Regions from separate parts of the Macaca fascicularis genome. Here region 2 is linked to region 1. The links are chromatin contacts, called in public Hi-C maps. All regions are on one chromosome and are shown on one strand. The core of a region is the stretch at or near the end of the contact, and the rest is flanking DNA. Distances in the headings are between cores, read along the strand shown.

Region 1 (4,584 bases), core at 823-3,322:
ACGCCTATAAGCCCAACACTTTGATAGGCTGAGGTGGATGGATCACCTGAGGTCAGGAGTTCGAGACCAGCCTGGCCAACATGGTGAAACCCTGTCTCTACTAAAAATACAAAAATTAGCCAGGCATGGTGGTGTGGGCCTGTAGTGCCAGCTGCTTGGGAGGTTGAAGCATGATAATCGATTGAAACCAGGAAGCAGAGGTTGCAGTGAGCTGAGATCATATCACTGCACTCCAGCTTGGGCGACAGAGCGCGACTCCATCTCAAATAAGTAAAAAAAAATATATATATATATATATATATATACTTTTTTTTTTTAAAGGACCACTCTGCTGTCTTGGGAATGGACTCTAAGGGGGTGAGGACCGAAGCAGAGACCATTTAGAGGCTATTGTAATAATCCAGCTGAGAGATGCTGGTGGCCTGGAGTAGGTAGCCTTCGCTGACCCTCAGGCCAGGTTAGGTGGCCCGCACTTCTCCCACCCTGTTGCAATTGTCTGTTGGCAATTTGTGAGCAACATCCAAGTTTGTCTTGTTCATCACCTTAAACCCAGCACCTAACGTGGTGTTAGACACATAGTCTGCACTCCATAAATATTTGTTGAATGACTTTAGTCTGGTTGGCAGAGATATGCTAAGTGAGGAATGGAACACCTATGGCTTTGTTTTTATGGAAGCCACCAAGAGATGCCTGCAGTCCCATCTAGTGTCTACCTGAGCGACAAACCACAGTGTTCACAAGGTACAAGCCTCACCTCAAAGCCCCTCTCCAGCCTCATTTTCCATCTCATCCCATCTTGATGCACATTAAATGCCAGTCAAAACAAACTATGAGCCATCATCCTTGGAACAACTCGTGCACTTCTGATACACTCTGCCTGGAATTTCCTCTTCTAATTTGTTCCTAACTCCACAGCTCATGGCCTTCAAGGCCCAGCTGCCATGTCACCTCCTTTGTGAATCCTTCCCAAACTCCCTGAGGGTGATTCCCTCCAGTTTTCCACAGAACTGGGTTCCTATTTCTTTTTTAGAATTACAGTCCAATGCCATGGGCGTTTACATAGAACTCTCCAGAGTCAGTTTTACCACCCACTCATTTATCAAATAATTACTGATCACCTACCATGTATGTCAGGCACTGTGCTCACAGGCACTGGGAACACAGACGCAAATATAATTCCTCGCCTAATGAAGCTTACATCATAGTGGAATGAAGAGAATGCATACTTGAGCATTTTACCATGTATCAAGCATTGCTAAGCCCTTTACCCATTTCCTCATTTAATCTTCACAGTATTTGGTGAGAGCGCTATTACTGTTCCCATTTTACAAAAGACAAAAAGGACTGTCCCCTAGAATGTAAGTTCCACGAGGGCAGAGGGCTTGTCTTCCATGTCCACTGCCACCCCCAGTGCCTGGCACATGGCAGTGGTCTGTACACATCAGCGGAGGCTATAGGTTAAGCGATGCGCCCAAGGGGGCACACCCGGTGAGGCAGAGCAAGGATGCATCTAGCCCCACCCTGGTCTTCTAATCTCTACCCTCCACCTGGAGCTTCATGTTGACTCTCCAGGGACTCAGCAATGCCGAGCGCTCAGCAGGGCTCAGTCACAGGCTGGTGAATGAGCTGACAGGCGGACATATGACTGAGATACAGACACCATTGGTAAGGGTGAAGCCAGAGATCTCCCCCACCTGAAACCCATCGCTTTCTGGAGCATCACTTTCCTTTTCACTCCTTCCTCTCAACAAGAGGAGGTCAGGAAGCCATCTCTCCTAGAGCCCCCAGACCCCACATCCCGTGGACAACCTTCCGAGGCCCCCACTTCCGGCTGTCACCCCCTCCCCAGGTGTCCCCATTTCCTGGGGTCTCTCGCTCCTCTGGTCCCCACTTCCGGTTATCCCTCCCTCTCAGGGGTCCCTCTCCTTAGCCCCCACGGCACACGGACAGGCTCGCGGGCACTCACCGGCCCGGCTACGGGCGGAGCGCGGGTCAATCGGCGGCGGGAGCCTCGTCCAGCAGCGCGCACAGAACCGACCCGCACTCCCTGCCCGGCCGGCCCGGCCCCTCGCGCCGGAAGTGACGTTCCGGGGCGTGGGAGGCGGGGCTCCGCCTAGGAGCGCGCATGTGTGACACTTCCCCGCAACGCTGGCGTTCAGTCGCCCTCTAGCTGTGAGAGCTCCGTGCTGTGGACCTGGAATGGCTGGGTACCAGCCGCTTGTCAAACGCGACTTATAGATGGGGAAACTGAGGCTCAAAGAAGGAAGGAAAGACGCTGCCATTTTCCAGGAACATGCTAACATGCACCTGTTGTTTAACATCCAATGATCTCATTAACTCCTCATATTTATGCATTTCCCCTATTTCAGGAAAGGGAAACTGGCAATCAAGGCAGTAAAGGGCTTCAAACCCAGACCTCAGGATTAGCATTCTAGATCTCCCCCCAGCTACGGCTGCTGTCAGGACTGGCTGCTCCAAAAGGGGAGATTCCAAACCAGGGGACGTCTGTCTGTCATTAACTGAGTGACCTGGAGCAAGTCCCCATTCCTCCTTGGGCTTCTGTTTCGTTATCTGAAACCTGATTCTTGCTCTGGAGCCTGATTCAATAATTACTTTTTTCCTGCTTTGGGGTTCATGATGTTCCCTCCAGACAAAGGCTTTACTAACTCCCACCCCAGTCAATAAGATCCCCCCGCAAGTATTTTGTGCAACTGCAACTTTGAGGCAAATCTCCTAGGTCCCTCTGAGGCAGAGTAGACACTAAGCCATTTCTAGAGAGAAATTCTGGTGGTCCAGGAGAACTCTGAGCCCAAAGAGACGACCTTAAACAGTCTTTTCGTTTTCTTACCCCAGAAGCAGGAGGAGTCCCAAGAAGATGGTAAGTGACCCATGAGGGCCACAAGAAAGTGGCAGTTTCTGCCAGATACTAGATTGAGGGGCAGGGGGCAGCAGTGTGGAGGGGACCTGCGAATCATGAGTTTTGACTCCTGCTTTCAGTTTCACCACTTCTAGGATTGACAGACAAAATATAGAACATTCACTACAGTTTGAATTTTAGATAAACATTTAAGTATGTTCCTTTCCAAACACACACACACACACACACACACGTGTCTTATGCAACATTTGGGACACATTTATACTTTAAAAATTGTTGTTTATAGGAAATTCAAATATGACAACTGGGCATCCTGGATTTTGTTTTCTTTGCTAAATCTATGTATTATGTTCCCGTTACTGTTACAAGGAATTACTGCAAACTTCATGGATTGAAACAACACAGATATATTCTCTTGCTGTTCTCTAGGTCAAAAGTCTGAAATCAAGGTGTTGGCAAGACTGCATTCTTTCTGGGGATTTTGAGGAAGCATATCAGTTCCTTTCCTTTTACAGTTTGTAGAGGTCACCTGCATTCCTTAGCTTATGGCCCCTTCTTCAAATCACCTCAACCTCTTGCTTCTGTTGTCACATCTACTACTGACTGATCCTCCTGCTTCCCTTTTCTTGTAAGGACTCTTGGGATTACACTGGGCTCACCCAGATAATCCAGAATAATCTTACCATCTCAAGATCCTTACATTAATCACATCTGTGAAATCTTTTAACACGTAAGGTAAGGCCGGGTACAGTGGCTGTAATCCCAGCACTTTGGGAGACTGAAGCAGGTGGATCACTTGAGGTCAGGAGTACGACGAGACCACCCTAGCCAACCTGGTGAAACCCCGTCTCTACTAAAAATACAAAAATTAGCTGGGCATGGTGGCACACGCCTGTAATCCCAACTACCCGGGAGGCTGAGGCAGGAGAATCACTTGAAACCGGGAGGCAGAAGTTGCAGTGAGCCGAGATCATGCCACTGCACTCCAGCCTGGGTGACAGAGCGAGACTCTGTCTCAAAAAGAAAACCCCAAAACAGCCGGGCGCGGTGGCTCATGCCTATAATCTCAGCACTTTGAGAAGTCAAGGCAGGTGGATCACCTGAGTTCAGGAGTTTGAGACCAGCCTGGCAAACCTGGTGAAACCCTGTCTCTACTAAAAATACAAAAATTAGCCAGGCCTGTAATCCCAACCACCTAGGAGGCTGCCCGGGCTCCTGCGCCCTGCCAAATGGCAGCTCTTGTGGCAAAGGGTGAGGGATGACCCTGTCCTAACCATTCTGTCCTAGGTATTGGAATAAGCCCCTCTCCTCCACACAAACCTAGGACCTACTACTGGTGCCTGGAGCCCAGATGGCAATCCTAGATGCTGCCAGCAGGAGAAGAACTTGGTCTCAAGGGCAGGTCAGGGAGAGGATTCAGAGATGCCCCAGAAATCCCTGCCCCTTCTCTCAACTGAGGGCCGTTATCACATTTTAGAGAACCAGATTATCTCAGGATTAGAAAGTCTCCGATAAACAATGACAACAAAAAGAGTTTCTGCTTTTTGAATGATTATATATACCAGGCACTGTGCTTGTATGATCTTAATTTCACCTTACAATGACCCTGTGAACAGCAAGTTAGCATTGTCCCATTTACAGAAGAGGAAACTAAAATCCAGAAAGAGGCCAGGCCTGGTGGCTCACGCCTGTAATCCCAGCAATTT
Region 2 (4,584 bases), core at 778-3,277, 140 kb before region 1:
ATCTTGTTATTTGGGACAACATGGATAAACCTGGAAGACATAATGTGAAGGGAAATAAGCCAGACACAGAGAGACAAATACTGCATGATTTTACGCATACGTGGAATCTTAAAAAACCAAAGTTGATATTGGCTGGGCGCGGTGGCTCACGCCTGTAATCCCAGCACTTTGGGAGGCCAAGGCAGGTGGATCACGAGGTCAGGATATCGAGACCATCCTGGGCTAACACAGTGAAACCCCATCTCTACTAAAAATACAAAAAAAAAAAAAAAAAAAAAAAGAAATTAACTGGGTGTGGTGGCAGGCGCCTGTAGTCCCAGCGACTTCGGAGGCTGAGGCAGGAGAATGGCGAACCCGGGAGGCAGAACTTGCAGTGAGCCGAGATCGCGCCACTGCACTCTAGCCTGGACGACAGAGCAAAACTGTCAAAAAAAAAAAAAAAAAGTCGATATCATAGGAGAGAACAGAACAATGATTACCAGAGACTAGGGAGGGGAAAGGAGAGGAAAGGATGGAAAGCTGGTCAACGGGTACATAGTTACACTTAGATAGGAGCAGTAAGTTCCTATTCTGATGCACAGTAAGGTGATGGTTAACAGTAAGGCATTCTAGGCCGGGTGTCGTGGCTCATGCCTATAATCCCAGCACTTTGGTAGGCCGAGGCAGGTAGATTACCTGAGGTCAGGAGTTTGAGACTAGCCTGGCCAACATGGTGAAACCTCACCTCTACTAAAAATACAAAATTAGCCGGATGTGGTGGCACACGCCTGTAGTCCCAGTTACTCTGGAGGCTGAGACAGGAGAATCGCTTGAACCCATGAGGCAGAGATTGCCGTGAGCTGAGATCACGCCACTGCACTCCACGCTGGGCAAGATAGAGCGAGACTCCGTCTCAAAAAAAAAAAAAAGGCATTCTATATTACAAAATAACTAGAGAGACTTTTGAATATTCTCATCAGAAATAAATAAATGCATGAGATGATGGATATGCTAACTGCCCTGATTTGATTATTATACAACATATATGTATCAAAACATCAAGTTGTACCCCACAAATATATACAATGACATGTCAGTAAAAAATAAATAAATAAATAATAAAGTAAGAAATGTGCCAGATGGGCCTGTACTGACATAGGACAACATCTGAGATAAACTGGCAACTGAAAAACAGAGGTTGCAAAACAACACGTAAAATAAAACCCAGTTCCTGTGGGGAAAGATAGCAGACATATGAAAAAAAAATTTGAAAAAACATGTATCAACCCTGTCAACTGTGGTTCTTTGTGAGTAAGGGGAACTTTTGTTTTCTAAGTCTATATTTTTTCAATGGTTGAAGTTTTCATAAACCCAAATTATTGTGCAATGCTTTTCGAAGGTAGCTGACACTGGCAGAAGTGCCCAGAAGGCACCCAGGGTGGGACTGAGCCAGTAAGTGCTGCAGGGGTGCGGGTGCGTGTGTGCGTGCGTGTGTGTGTGTGTGCGCGTGTGCGTGTGTGTGTGCGTGTGTGCGTGTGAGAGAGAGAGAGAGAGAGAAAGAGAGAGAGGATCACTATGGAGGGCTGGGCCCACATCCCCCACAACACCTAGCTCAGAAGAAACACTTAGCTAAAGAATGAATTAGGGGCCCTCAAAGATCAGACAGGTGAGACAGGGAGGTGGGAGGTGTCCTATGGTAGAAAAAGCAAAGCATGAGACGCGTGACCTTAAACCCAAGCTTTGCCACCTAACCCTGGGCAAGACCCTGCCTTTCTTCGGGCCTTCGTTTCCCCTGTGTAAAATAGAGGAGGGCCAGGACACTGTCCACGGCAATTCCCCCCGGCTGCAGCAGATGGCGCGCCCTGCCTATCTTCCTAGCAGCCTTGCGCGCTGCCCTAGTCACGTTCTGGCTCCTCCTTGGCTAACAGAATTCCCGGAAGTTCCAGAGGTGGCTCCTTCTGCAGGTCACGAAGGTTCACTCCTGCCCTCTCCCTCTGGGGAAGCCACTCAGTGCTTAAGGACAGGGAAATGGCTTATGATAACGGTAACAACAGAGGATAAAAATGATGCCGAAAATTCCTACAATAACGAAAGGTACCATGGCCCAGGTGCCTGTGTTTTCACACACATCAATAACGAAAGGTACCATGGCCCAGGTGCCTGTGTTTTCACACACATCACGCACGCAGTGGCCACAGCTGCCCTCTTGAGGTGAGTGAGGCCGGTATAAGCCACAGCTCAAGAAGGGCCTCATTCCCACCTGAAACCTGCTGCTCTGGAAAGGGACAAACGCCGAGCAGGCCACACTGGCTCCCGGAGCCTCCGAGTCCTCAGCTCTTCCTCAGTTAGAATGTCAGCTCCACAGGAACAGGAATTTGGTCTGGATTTTTCCCATGTCCAGCTGAAACCTAATCCCAGCTGAGCCAACAGGCTCTGGCTGCTCCATTTCCTGATTCTCATCCAGCACCTGGTAAAGAGCAGGTGCTCCATGCACACTCGCTGGATTTCACTCTCTGAAGGAGAGGGAGTTTGTACCTATCCCTCTTCTCCCCCGCTGTCCCCCTCCTCTGTGGGGAGGAGCAGCAGTTCCTTCTTGGACTGTTGAGAAGGGCCTCCGTGCACCGTGAAGTGCTGTGTAGGTGTTCTTGTACTAGGACCTGACACCATGGGATGGAGTTACAGGCTCCATCTGAAAGGCCAGCTTTGTGCTGGAACGTCTCCTGGGGCTTTGATCTCACAATGCCATCTGATGTTACAAGCTGCCCAGTGCAGGACACTGGGCCTCAGGACATGGAGACAGCAAATGCCACACTCAAAGACCAATCCTAGAAAACATCAACTAGGCCAACATGCTCTGGCTACCGTATACCCTCAGGGAGCAGCAACTCCAAAGATGGCTCTGGAGAGCTCTCCAATCCAAAGCACAAACACGTAATTTAATTTTTCTCTCACATTTATATTCGTCACTCACCCTCTCATCTTTAAAGACAACAGCAAATGGGGAAATAAAGCATCCTCAGAGTTGGAAATCATGTCAGAAAAGGGTCATTCTCAAACCCTGTTAGAGTGTAAACTTCCAAGACCTCCTTGGGCAGTGACTTGACAGCGTGTATCCAGAAACCTCAACTTTTTACATATCTTTGAGCTACTAAATCAGTTTATAATAATCTATTATAAGAAAATAATCCAAGATCTACATGAAGATAAATGTACACAAATGTTCGTCATAGTATTATTTTTTTTTTTTTGAGGCAGGGTCTCGCTGTGTCACGCAGACTGGAGTGCAGTGGTACAATCATGGCTCACTGCAGCCTCAACTTCCTAGGCTCAAGCGATCCTGTTGCCTCAGCCTCCTGAGTAGCTGGGACTATACCACGCCTGGCTCATTTTTTTTCAGAGATGGGAATCTCATTATGTTAACCAAGGTGGTCTCAAACTCGTGGTCTCAAACTCCTGGGCTCAAGTTATCCTCCTGCCTCGGACTTCCAAAATGTTGGGATTACAGGACTGAGCCACTGTGCCTGGCCTACAGTATTATTTATAATAGCAGGAAACTAAAGACACCAAAATGAGTTCCTAATGGATGTGTCAATGGAGAATTATTAATATATACATACTTAACTAATTTATATCTAAATGAAATACCATTCAGGCATTAAAATGATGTTTGTGAATATTTTTTAAAGACATAGCAAAATGTTCACATATAGTTAAATGAAAAAGAATATCAGTGATATAATTACATACATTAATATTTTTGTAAGTGATTTAAAAATCCATTATATTTCCTTTTTTATAGTGAAATATTCACTTAGTCTTAAAATTACTTAATTTTAGACTATGTGTAAATGTGGTCTAAAACTCAAAAGGTCCAAAAGGACAGAGATAAGACCTTAATCTCCCTCCCATCTGATCCAGACACCCTCCCCAAGGCAAGCACGTTTTGGTGTCCTTCCAGACAAAATCTATGCAATATACATGTTCCCTCTTTTTCTCCTTCCCTTCTTTTTTCCTTTATTTAAAACAAAATTTTATTTTCCATCTTGCATTTTTTTCATTTAAAAATGTGTCTTGACTTTGGGAGGCCGAGGTGAGTGGATCGCTTGAGGTCAGGAGTTCAAGACCAGCCTGGCCAACATGGTGAAACCCCATCTCTACTAAAAATACAAAAATGAGCTGAGTGTGGTGGTGCACACCTGTAGTCCCAGCTACTCAGGAGGCTGAGGCAGGAGAATTGCTTGAACCCAGGAGGCAGAGGCTGCAGTGAGCTGCGACTGTGCCACTGCACTCTAGCCTGGGTGACACAGTGAGACTCTATTAAAAAAAAATTATATATATACACACATACATACACACATACACACACACACACACACACACACACGCCTTGGAAACAACTGTAGATCACTCTGAAGCCACTGCAGCACTGATTACATCAACACACTGAAAACAAACCCAAAGTAATAACTAAATTGTTCCTTTTATTATCCGCATGATACTCTGTTATCTCACTGTTGTAGACTGATTTAATTACCTCCCTATTGATGGACCTGAGAGTTGTTTCCATAAAAGTGGAATTGCCACCTCAAAGGATCTGTGACTTTT

The links. A called contact is a pair of places that touch in the nucleus more often than the background predicts.
Region 2: a Hi-C map of liver shows a contact between it and region 1, with 4 times the contacts expected there. The contact joins the enhancer-like site here to the promoter of TTPAL in region 1. A contact is called at or near these places in 2 of 2 Hi-C or Micro-C datasets (liver and skeletal muscle).

Annotation. Positions count from the first base shown.
Region 1 is chr10:100,551,167-100,555,750 of T2T-MFA8v1.1, reverse strand. TTPAL (alpha tocopherol transfer protein like) reads right to left here and starts at 2,072. Exons shown (of 5, transcript XM_074005395.1): 1 at 1,967-2,072. The region is part of intron 1 of LOC102134906 (a long non-coding RNA gene); the gene reads left to right.
Region 2 is chr10:100,693,089-100,697,672 of T2T-MFA8v1.1, reverse strand. The region is part of intron 4 of PKIG (cAMP-dependent protein kinase inhibitor gamma); the gene reads right to left. Among named protein-coding and RNA genes, the nearest start is that of ADA, 42 kb to the left of the region's middle. Within about 2 kb of position 2,027, at least 2 of the 6 cell types and tissues checked have an H3K27ac peak or open chromatin away from gene starts, as enhancers often do. A contact at or near this core is called in liver, where this site is marked.